Regions from separate parts of the Mus musculus genome. Here all the other regions are linked to region 2. A link is a contact called in public ChIA-PET and promoter capture Hi-C data. All regions are on one chromosome and are shown on one strand. Each heading gives the region's core, a stretch centred on a gene start, on an enhancer-like site or on the middle of the called end of the contact. The rest is flanking DNA. Distances are from core to core; before and after follow the strand shown. Region 1 overlaps Gucy2d (guanylate cyclase 2d). Region 2 holds the start of Emsy (EMSY, BRCA2-interacting transcriptional repressor). Region 3 holds the start of Lrrc32 (leucine rich repeat containing 32).

Evidence for each region. ChIA-PET counts read pairs in DNA pulled down with a chosen protein or histone mark. Capture Hi-C pulls out chosen DNA fragments and counts their contacts.
Region 1: a contact with region 2 is called in an RNA polymerase II ChIA-PET map of effector CD8 T cells, with 5 read pairs. The contact joins the enhancer-like site here to the promoter of Emsy in region 2. A contact is called at or near these places in 13 of 39 promoter capture datasets (the 3T3-L1 cell line, the C10 cell line, cranial neural crest and 8 more), 11 of 115 datasets of contacts at active chromatin or transcription factors (the 230-238 cell line, the NIH/3T3 cell line, acute myeloid leukemia and 6 more) and 3 of 9 other capture datasets (adipose tissue, embryonic stem cells and liver).
Region 3: a contact with region 2 is called in a promoter capture Hi-C map of adipose tissue. The contact joins the promoter of Lrrc32 here to the promoter of Emsy in region 2. A contact is called at or near these places in 11 of 39 promoter capture datasets (the 3T3-L1 cell line, the C10 cell line, HPC-7-derived erythroid cells and 6 more), 1 of 15 datasets of contacts at CTCF or cohesin (large pre-B cells), 14 of 484 Hi-C or Micro-C datasets (B cells, the N1E-115 cell line, Th1 cells and 8 more), 32 of 115 datasets of contacts at active chromatin or transcription factors (the 230-238 cell line, the HPC-7 cell line, the NIH/3T3 cell line and 21 more) and 4 of 9 other capture datasets (adipose tissue, embryonic stem cells, liver and 1 more).

Annotation. Positions count from the first base shown.
Region 1 is chr7:98,466,828-98,470,648 of GRCm38.p6, reverse strand. Gucy2d (guanylate cyclase 2d) reads right to left here. Exons shown (of 19, transcript NM_001130693.3): 14 at 2,878-3,070. Among named protein-coding and RNA genes, the nearest start is that of Gm38588, 13 kb to the left of the region's middle. Within about 2 kb of position 1,333, at least 40 of the 459 cell types and tissues checked have an H3K27ac peak or open chromatin away from gene starts, as enhancers often do. A contact at or near this core is called in effector CD8 T cells, where this site is marked.
Region 2 is chr7:98,654,728-98,658,410 of GRCm38.p6, reverse strand. Emsy (EMSY, BRCA2-interacting transcriptional repressor) reads left to right here and starts at 1,842. Exons shown (of 20, transcript NM_172280.2): 1 at 1,842-1,937; 2 at 3,559-3,667. The coding sequence starts at 3,598.
Region 3 is chr7:98,487,851-98,491,488 of GRCm38.p6, reverse strand. It overlaps Lrrc32 (leucine rich repeat containing 32), which reads right to left and starts at 1,498. Exons shown (of 3, transcript NM_001113379.2): 1 at 1,392-1,498.

The DNA.
Region 1 (3,821 bases), core at 84-2,583, 190 kb after region 2:
CACACACAGAGATACATGCACGCACACACACACACACACACACACACACACACACACACACACACACAGAGAGAGAAACAGACAACAGACCAACAGAGACAGACAGACACACAGACAGTCACAGAGAGACAGACACACACAGAGATAGACACAGAGAGAGAATGAGAGAGAGAGAGAGAATGAGAGAGAGAGAAATTAAAGAGGAGGAGGTAGAAGAAGAAAAGAACGTTCTGGAAGCACCACAGCTCTGCTGCCTGCACACACTGGGGCTTCCTTTGCAGCCACAGCTCTTCCCTGTGAGCTGTATGTGGAGTTAACAGAGCCAGCTGTGACCCTGCCCACAGGGAGCCCCCTGAAGCCCCAGGACCCAATGTCTGTGTGATGCCCCCTCCACCACACCCCTCTACTGCAGAGTTGTTTGTTTCTCGAGACACCGCAATGCCCCACACACCCCAAGTCATGTACCTTGGCTCTTACCAGCCCTGCCCCCAGCCCAGCACTGCAGGGTCAGCCACACTGGCCCTCACAGAGGTGGCATGCCCAGAGCTGCCTGGAAACAAGCAGCCACTTGCAAGGGAGGCCATGGCTGCCTGAAGTGTATGTGCTTCCTTCAAAGAGGAGGCTACCACAGAGGAGAAGCAAGACGAATGGCTGCCTCCCACTGAGCATGCTTGTAGACTCTGACTGTGCTACCTACTTGCTGTGCAGCCTCCATGAGGGACTCTTGCCCTCTCTGAGCTTCATGTGTATGGAGGGCTAAATCATCCCACCAAGGGCACACATAGTGCCAAAGATGGCATGCTGTGAAGACCTCGAGGCCAAGCTCTCCGTCAGGGTGAGGCCTGAGAATGAGGAAGAGCTGAGGTCAGTCGCTGCTAGCCTTCTGTCGGTGACTGCCCTGTCTCTTCTAATCTGCAGAGCAGAGCTGAGCCACTGGTATTTCAACCCCGTGCTTCACTAAGGGGAACTTTGGGCTCAGAGGGTGGACAAGCTTTGGGGTTGTTTGATGGCTTAGATGGCTAAGGCCTCACATCTCACACAGCAGGTTGAGCTGGGAAACCACACCTCTCCTTGTCCCCTTTCTCCTGTCCCAAGCCTTGTCCCAGCACTCAAATTCTTTGCTATGTACAGAGAAGTGCTCACCCAGCAATGCTGATGCTGGGGTGGTCCTTCCACCCAACCCCATTACCAACCCCCATCCTTATCCTCCATTCTCTCCCTCACCCCTACCCATACTGCCACCCTTGCAGGAAGTGGTTATATGGTTGCTTCTCAGCCCAGAAAAGATTCAAAGTGGTAACTAGATCCTGCTGTTGATGGGCGGGGGGACCAAGGCAGATGGGGGGAGTGATGAGAGATGCACTACACATCACAGAGGCTGGGCCTGCTGTTCCCCACATCTGGAGGGGTGTGCGGGCCTTGTTTGATTTCATTTCCCTCTGCTGGGAAGATGCAGGCCTCTTGGCTGGAGTTCAGAGCAGAGCTGAGCCGTGATTCAGAGCTGTGAGGGCCACATGTGTGAGAAAAGATTGGCAGAGGTAGGAGAGACAGGCCAGGGGTAACTTGGGGCAGATCAAAGCATGGAGGCGCAGGGAGACCTGTGGGACACACAGGAGGCCGGGGTGTGCCCATTGGCCTTCCAGACATCTTAGGAGCCATGGAGTCCCCAGGGGGAGCAGAAGAGAGGCTGGGGTCTCAAGTGGCAGTGGCAAAGGTGGTCACCACCATACTGTCTGCAGGAGAGAGTGCTTGTGGTAGCCTGTGAACACTTGGGGTTCCTCGTGGCTCTGCTGTTGTCTGTGTAGACCCAGGCAGGCTTCCTTCCTCTCTGGGCCTCTGGACTGAATCAACAAATTCTGCCAAGGGGAGTTTTACAAGTGCCAATGAGAGCAGCTACCTATGCAAGGGAGTGAATGGGAGACTGGAAAGATGGCTAGCAGGGAGCAGGGAGAGAGGAAAAAGGTGGGTGAATCAGGAAGAGGAAGGGTTATATGAGAAGGTCTGGTGGTGTGAGCCTCGAACACTCAGAAAAATGTGGTGGTCCACAGAGGTGGAACAGCCACAAATGCACTCAGAGAAGAGCTGGGTCAACTCCAGAGGGCTTGTGGGCCACTGTGACATTATCCCAAGAGAATCTATGTCGCAAAGAGGGTAAACTTCCTACAAGGGGCTGAGGACTCAACAGCAAGTTCAGCCCTCAGGTTCACCCGAGTCACTTCACCCCACCATCTCATCTGTAAGTGAGGGGTGCTAGCCCTTTCCTCCTAAGTCCTCATGCACACAAAGCCCTTAACCTGGCATCTTGTATACAGTAGGTGCTCAGTAAGTGCTGGGGCACTACAAACAGTGTAAGCAGCTTGCCTGCTCCATCTCCTGACTCTTTCCGGAAGAAATCAACTTAAATGTCACACTCCATCCCTCCTTGGATTCACATCCCCTGCAATGTGGCTACAACGCCCATCCACAGCTGGTACTGCGTCTTCCACCTCTTCAAGTTGTCTCCCTCAGCCAACAGAATTTGTCAGGAAAAGCAGTGTGCCAACCCCAGGCGAGAGCTCAAGGGCTAACATGCCTCTGCCCTCTCTCAGAACCCAGCTATACATGTGAACCATCTCAGAGAGACTCTGGGCCAGAGCCCAGTCCCTCCAGTCAAGGTTCCAGAGATGCAGAAAACCAAACTAAGATCAGCAAGCTGCCCACCTGGCCCACATCTGGCTGGAGATGCCTTGTGAGTCACAAATGGTTTCTTTGTATGCTACTGGACTTTGAGATTATTCATTACACAGCAGGGTTAATTGATACAAGCGCACAGTGAGTGGATAGACACAAATTAGTGGTGCTGGCTACAGAGAGAAGAAGGTCACCTGTTGTCCTCACCTTATACACATCATGGCTGTCGAGAACAGCATCAAACAGCGTGTAGAGATCATTGAGGAAGCCCACCACCTCAATGGGCTCACTCAAGGCTGAGATGGTGGTGAAGCCCACGATGTCACTGAAATAGATGGTGACCTGGTCGAAGTACTCGGGCTCCACTGTTGTCCCCATCTTTAGAGCATGGGCGACAGACCTGAGAAGTGAGAGGGGCCATATGAGGACCCTGTTTTTTTCCAGCTTGGAGGTTGGGGATGTGATAGGGAGGATGTCCCTGTTTGGCTAGTGTGTCAGCCACACTGGATGCACCTGTCCTAACTTTCTCAGAATTAAAGCCACTCCTTGCTCTTGGGGTGTGGGGCAGTAGGAGCTCAACTCAGATATGCACAGCTCAGTGTCCAATATATGGGGAAAGGCTAGAAAAATACATTAGATAGATGAGAAGAAATGAGGATGGGAAGGGGATCAGTCAGTGAAGGGGCACGCAGGAGGACCTGTGTTTGATTCTCAGAACCCAAATAAGAAGCCCAGGGTGGTATGCGTGCTTGTAAACCCAGTGCCAAGGATGTAGTGACTGGAAGGTCCCTGGGTTGCCAGTCCTCCCAGCCAAATTGTAGGCCATGAAGATGAATTCAATCTTAAAGAGACAACGTGGGAAGTGTTCTAAGAAATGACACTTGGGGTTGACCTCTGTCCTTACACACATGCACATGCATGTGCATGCACACATGTGTAGGGGCATGGAGGTGTTTGTGCTAACAGACATTCACTAAGGGAACCTGGAACAGTACACACACAGGGTTGTTCCCTCAACGGCAAAACCTGTTTTTCCCGCAGAAGGCCAGAGCAGACAGGCTTTTTAGCCTGGTGAGCTTTGAAATCTGTGTGGCCTGAACTGGCACCAGACCCTCCTCCAGACCCTTCTCTTAAAATTGTTTTTCCCAGTC
Region 2 (3,683 bases), core at 593-3,092:
GGGTATTTTGCCTGCGTGGATATCTGTATACTACATGTGTCCAGTGCCTAAGGTACTCCTGTAACTGAATTAATGGTTGTGAGCCATATGGGTGCTGGGAATAGAACCCAGCTTCTCTGGAAGAGAGGCCAGTGCTCTTAAGCACTGAGCCATTTCTCCAGCTCTTTAGAGACAGGGCTCTACTATGTGAACCCTCTCAGTTCACCAGTTCCTGAACAACTGTGCTTTCCCATTTATAGAGTGGTGAAGCTTAATTACGCCTGTCTCACGGAGATGCTGCAAGAGTCAAATCATAGAATGTCTGTTAAATTACAAAACCTCCTATTAAAACTTAATTTACCAGTGAGGTGGTGGTGGTGTACACCTTTGATTCCTGTCTCGAGAAGACTTAATTTACTACCTTGCAAGGTATTCTTAAGAAACTGACCTCAAAATAGGGTGCAATAAGAAGGCCAGGAGAGCTGTATAGGAAATGGTCCTTTTTATTTCTGACTAACCTACAGCTCCATTCAGGAGCAGGAGTAGACTCATATGCAGTGGTTCACAATTTACTTAAAAACTTCTTCTTTTTTCTTGTTTTGGTCTCGGTGTCTCTTGCAGTCCAGTCTGACCCTGCATTCCTCATCTTCTTCCACTTCTACAGTGCTGAGATTATAAATGTAATTCATAATGAACTAGGAAAAGAACTTTCATTCACGTTGTGTATCTTAATATTCCCACAGGGTAGTTTTTCTCGTGTGTCCATCCTAACATCCCTTAGTGCTAGGAATCCGATTCAGGTCTCCAGGTCTTGCACATACTTGACAAGCAATCTGCCATTGAGCTAGATGTCCTCCCAGTGGTTACCCTAGTTTTCACGGGAATCTGCTAACAGAAGGATGCACACTAACAATTCCTCAAGATTTGCACTTTCATTGCATCCGATGCTACCAGAGTTCTTTATTTAGAGGGAGGACACAACAAAATTCGATGGGATTTATAATACTAGAAATTAACTTTGAGTTCTTGGATCAGAGAAACAATATATTGGGTCCCTATCGATCTGTAAAATAGGGGCACAAGGCCTCCACAACATTGTGTGGTTAAGAACAAAGGCTGATGGTGAACCTACCATGTCGTAGTGCCTCAAGTAAGTCCCTTCTTCCCTTTGTCAGATTTTGCACGAGATATCACTACCTCTCCTACTTCGTACATGGCGTAACTCCAAGCTGAGACCGCTCGGATTCCTTTCCTCCACTTGCAACTCCTAACACCGAGAAAGGTGTACGGGCCACTGTGAGGTCTTCTCTCTCCGTAGTGGATAACCTTTCTTGAGTTGTCGTTTGGGTGGCTGGAAGACGCTGATGACTACTCCCAAGCGTCTACGGAACCAGATCTTAATCCTCAACTGGGCATCAGGGACCAAGCTGTGTTCTTTTCATCCCAACCCTCGCTAGAGTGAAAAGGTCGAAGCTCAGCTCCAATTACAGACGCCATCTTGACCGCTACGTGTGACGCCACACGTACAGCCGAAAGAGCAGCTGATTGGCTGGGAAAGACCGGAGGATAGGCGCGCGAAGCTGGAGACTGGAGGGTAATGTAGAAGCCGAAAGGAACTACACTCCCAGACTTCCTTGCGCATGTGACCAGCAAGCAGCAAGAGAAAGAGGAGCGAGGTTGGACTCGGACTACAACTCCCACTAGGACCCGCGTTGTCCGCCCTTTCCTTTCAAAAGGCAGAGGAAAAGGGACAGGAAGAATGGAGGCTTTTGAGTGCTCGTTTCTCAAAAGGCGGGAAAGGCGAACTACACCTCCCGGCGAGCCGCGCGCGCCTGCGCCTGCGCTCTGGTATCTGTCGCCATCTTGCCCCTTCTGAGGCACCGCAAACAAACCTAATTCCTGGTGTCCCCTAGTCTTGGCGGAGGAGCCTTTTAGATGAGCCCCGAAAGGCCGGGCAGGTGGGTGTCTCTCAGGCAGGGTCCTGGGAAAAGCTGGCAGGCTATCCAGGGTAGGGGAGCGCTTGGCCAGGCACGGGGAGCCCGGCTTGGGTCGGTCAGCCCCATCCTCCGTTGTTTCCTAACGGGATCGCGGGGCTCCCTCAAGTGGACTGAGGGCGACTCCGGCATGCCTGGTGATGGGACGCCGGAGGTCGAGGTCTAGGAGCCCCGAGGCGACTCCGGGTTGTCTGACTGTCTGTCCGTGCCCCCGCTTTTTCTCCGTTGTCGTCTCCGCTGAGGAGTGCGCGAGGCGCGGACGCTGGCCAGGGTTCCCAAGACTGGCTGCTGGCCGCGGGGGCGCGGGCTTGACATTGGAACCCGCTCGGAGCCGCGCGGGCGAGGAGCCGGGCGGGCTGCTCTTGTTGTGGTGCTGTGAGCGAGTGCGTGTTTAGAGAGGGGGCGGGGCGGGCTGCCTGCTGACACTTGAGCGGGGGACGGAGTCGGTGCGACCCCGGTGCCGGGAGCACGCTCCGGCTTCTGCTGCCCGGCTTTCCTTTGCTGTGCGGCCCCGCCGTGCGTTTCCCTGGAGGGGATGCTTTGGGATGCCGTGACGTGGTACCCGATTCGGGCGGTCGCCGGCCGCCTCCGAGATTCTACCGGGAGGCGGGGACTGGCTTGGGGAGCGAGCGGATTCCTTTGGCTCTGCCCCTTCCTCCTCTCCACCCCCTTTCTTTATGTCATCCTGCCAGCTGGGGCGCGCCATCCAGTTTGGCTCGCTCAGAGTTGGTTCTGAGCTCAGAGGACTATGGGAAGTAGGGGGAAGGGGGCTCCACTTGAGGCCAAGAGTTGGAGTTAGCAACCCAGAGCCTGGAACGCAGTTGAAGAGTCATATCGGTTTAGTGTTTGACTCTTAGGCTGGCTCATTCATTCATTCTACTCTGCTGCTGACCATCCATTTATCAGTTTAACAGATGTTAAGGAAGATCTACTGAGTTCTCAACCTGTAGTGTAGTTTTGTTTGACCAAGGAATTCACAGTGCGAAATTCTAGGCTTTTAAACTTTTGGTAACTGGTCGAAATGACTCTTTTTTTACTGCCAAAACTTGAGAAAAGAGTTATTGAGTTTCATTTATCCAAATGACATGCTCCACCGTTTGCTTATTTTATCTCCTAACTTATTATTAAGGAAACTGGCAGAGGTCAAATCACTTGTCCAAGGTTGCACAGGTGGTAGAGTCTGTTTGGCAAGTCATATGCCAGCCACTATGACAGAACTTGGCTTGCCCTGTTTTCTAAATAATACTTGAAACAAACTTGGGATTACTTTTTTTTTTTTTTTTTTTAAAATAAAGGCATACAAATTGGGTTCAGAGAGGCCAATTCACAAGGATGAAACAACTAATTATGTTGTAAAGCTGGAACTGGAACCAAGAAGTGTTTGACTTTAAAACCTGTTCTTTCCCCTGTTAGTATGAGCTGGGTCATTGTGCTCTCAAATGGTGTTTTTTTTCCTTTGTCAGGAGCTGGAGTGTGGAGATGAAAATGGTATGAGTTATCTTTTCAATCTTAGTTTGTAGCCAGTCGAAGGCTTTCTATATCCTTGCGTATACATTGGTAATGTGATTTGTTTTTCCTCTGATAGGGAGGACAAGCTCTTTGGGGCTACCAGACAGAAGCAGCAATGCCTGTTGTGTGGCCAACCCTTTTGGATCTCAGCAGGGATGAATGCAAACGGATTCTTCGAAAATTGGGTATGCTTTTTGTTGT
Region 3 (3,638 bases), core at 249-2,748, 170 kb after region 2:
GTCCCCACAGAATTATGGTGGAAAGAAGCACCCTGCTGTGCCCCATCTGCAGCAGTGAGAACTCAGCCCCCCAGGGACAACCAGAGGCATTCAAACCCAGGGCTCACTGTCAAGCCCCACCACTGGCTAGTGTGGTCCTCAGGGCAAATTCTTTATCTCTCCTTGCCTAGGTGATTCATCTGCAGGACACACCAGTTCCCATTCCAACACTGGCTATCCTTGCTTAGCATGGATCAGGTGGAGCATGACCAGGAAAGTACTGGGACCCTTCCATGTCCTTCCCTGATGGTTCAGATACCAACGATGCTGAGGATAGAGGTCCTGGCTCTGCAGGCAGGTAGCTGGATTCTGATTGGAGAGGTGTCAAAGAATATCTCTGTATGTGCTTGTATGTGTGTGTGCACATGCACGCGTGCTCGCGCGTGCATGACAGAGGGGGACAGACAGATAGTGGAGTCAAACCTATAATAAAAATAAGACTGCCCCTACTATGCAAGGAGGTTACAATTTTTCTAAGCCCTAGGTTGACTGCAGGTCTTTTAACTCTCACAACCACCAAGTGAGGTGATTACTATAATTCCCATTTACAGACTGGAGGACCGAGGCTTGGGAAGGCAAAGTGCCTGATCCTTAGCCCCTAGGTGTGCTGCAACTGGGACTCAGCCAGATCTATAGTCCCTTAGTGCTGGGTGGTCTCCACTAGTGCAGACCCCACGGGCACCCTGTGGATCTCTCTCCCAGACCACGAGATTCAGAGAAATGACTTACCCTAAGGCACTTGTACAGTAAATCGAAGAGTCGGTATCAGAATCCAGCCCCTGTGCCTCCAAAGCAACTGCCAAGACTTCCTTCCTAAGTTACTCAGGAGCCTACAGCCCCAGGCCCAGGAGTATACTGAGCGGTAGGGCTCTCAGTCTGTTATGACTACTGTCAAAGGGGGCCTGGGAGAGCAGCTTCAAGGCTCACAGTGCAGTGAATCACTCACTAGGGGCAGCCCGTTCTAGAGACATCCTACATCTCAGGGGAATCAGACCTTAACCCAAAGGAATGTGCTTGTGATGTGAAATGTCAGGGTGGAGGTGGGGTAGGGGGGTCCCTCCTATCTATCACACATAAAGAAGTCTCCCCAAAGAGTTCTGGGTATCCCCTCCAGATAATAGTGGTAGTGTGGAAAGCCCATGTCTGCCTGGGGCAGACCTGAATTCAAATCCTAATCTGCTTGCTTGGCTGTGTGCTCCTAGGCACACCCAGAGCTTCCTGCCTCGATTTTCCCAGCTGTCAAATGGGAACGCCTATCTGAGCCCTTCCTTAGGTAGATCTGCTAACACCCGGGTGCCGAGGGAGGGTCCGGCCCTAGCTCTCTAGGCACCGCCGCCGACCGCCGCCCCTACCTGGCTCAGCGCCGCCGCCGCCGCCTGACTCCTCCGCGCATCGTTCGCGCAACCCCGGGGGTCTGGCCCGCCGAGGCCGGACCGCTGCAGCGCCGCTCCAGCCGGCCGGGAGGGGGCGGCGCCCGCCTTTTAAATAGCACCGGCCGCCCGGCCACGCCCCCTGGGACTCTGAGCCGCGGGGTCCTAACACCGCCCTGCCAGCCGTGCGGACCTAGGAACCGAGCATCGCCTCTGCTCTGGAATCGCCCGGACCCAGCTAGGGCGGCGCTTGAAACCGAAAAACGACTGGAGGGAGAAGGATCACAAAAGAAGCTAGGCCGAGGCAGCCGCACGTGCAGCCGTGGGCCCGCGAGGTCTTGGGTGCAGGGAGCCGCAGGTCCGCGGAGGAAATCCTGGCGCCACCGCACCAAGGCAGGGGGCCACCCAGAGGTGACTGGCAACCACCGGCACGGAAGGAAGTGACCCTTCTTTGGCCCTGGGATGGCCCTGAGGGGGTCCCATCCACCCCCCCCCCCCCCCAGCTATCCTGCCTTTAAGTCATCTCCAAGCCTGTCAGTGTCCCCTGCTTACTGATAGAGAAGCTGAGGCTAGGAGTGGGATGAGGGAAAAGCCAGCTGGTTGAGACTTGTCAGGTCCCCACGGACATTTGGGGGACCTGAGGCTCTGATAGGTTAAACTGCATAATGACAGTCTCATAACTTACCCAAAGCCGCTGCCTTTACAAGGTACTTAGCCTCCTCAGACACTGGCACCGTGCCCTGCTGGGTCTAGACTGAAAGATGGGTGAAGAGTGTTGCTGCCGTCCTCCAGTCTCTAGTTCTGTATTCATAATGTTCTCCCTGGTGGTCACAGCGCCTAGAGGAGGGCCATCCACCCTATCTTAACAGCACCAAGCGGGGTGAGCCAGAGTAGGGCTGGGCTCTGAGCTGGGCCTTTCCTCCCATCTAGTCCACAGTGGTTGGATGGACCCATGCGGTGCGAACAACCCAGAGAGGACAGTCCCTGACAACTCCAGTCTAGAGCCCTGACCTAACCTAAGGTCAGGGAAAGGTTCACCAAGGAGGCATCCTCTGATGCTATAAGGAGTCAGAGCAGCAGAGTAGCCCAGCTTCCTGCCCCCACCCACCCTCGGGAGCTCTCAGGGTTGTGGCTCTCCCACCTCAGCCCTTGTGTGTACTATCTAGTCAGACTGAACTTCAGTTCCCCTCTCTGCCAAGTGTAGAATGGCAAGAGCCGCTCTTTTGGATGAAGTCGATGTAGGCCTGGGCCTGCACCCGATGGGTGTTAGAGACCGTTCCTCATCTGCTGCTTTAGGAGGACACCTTTTCCAGGTTGGAGTCCATGGGGTCATGTATCAATCGAGGAAGGGGCTTTGTGACTACTCTGTAGCGAGGGCAGAGCATGAACAAAGACTCAGGTAGGCTGGGGCTCTCCCTACCTGCTTCCCCATGATGGCCTGATGCTCTCTCACACCGTCAGAGTTGCCCTAGAACTTGGCTCAAGGTGGGGGCAGGGCAGGGCTGGTGCCATCACTACAGGATGAGCGGCCTGCTTCCCTTGTGCCCCCAGGGGCTGCGGTTGTGGTTAGGAAGCACATGGGGTTCTGTGCCCGGATGGGGCTCCCCAAGAGATAGGAGATAGAGGGGCAACCAAGCATGTCCTCCCCCAACTACAGAGGTCTCTTGGGACTGAGGACCAGGCGGAACTCTTTAGCCCCCACCCCCTACATCTCTGCTCTTGAACTGTCATGCTGTGTGACTTGGGGAAGGTTGCTTGACTTTTCTGACCTCCACTTGTTTCTGTAGAGCGAGACAAATGGTAAATCTACAGTTCCTCTGGCTGGGGAGACCACATAAGACAGACTGGGTTGAGAACCCAGTGAGGAGCCTGTCTCTCTTCCGCAGGCCCTGGGAAGCTGGGAAATAAAATTGTCCAGCATCCTCTCTTGTGGGCAGATGTGAGGCTGAGGAAGTAGAGCAAGGAGGGTGGCTGATCCAGAAGTGTAAAAGTACCCTCACCCCCTCCAGGAGGCAGAGCTCGAGTCTGCAGGGAGTGATGGATGTCAGAATCCAAGCAGGGTCTCATTTACAAGGCAGCCACGGACAGCACATTTTTCTAGGACCCACGGAGGGCATCTTTCCATCAGTTTCCTGCCACTGATGCTTCCATCTGCCAGAAACTGGATGTCTTCAACACAGTCCTCAGGTGACAGGTCAGACAGGGGACACAACTTTTCCTGGGTCCTTA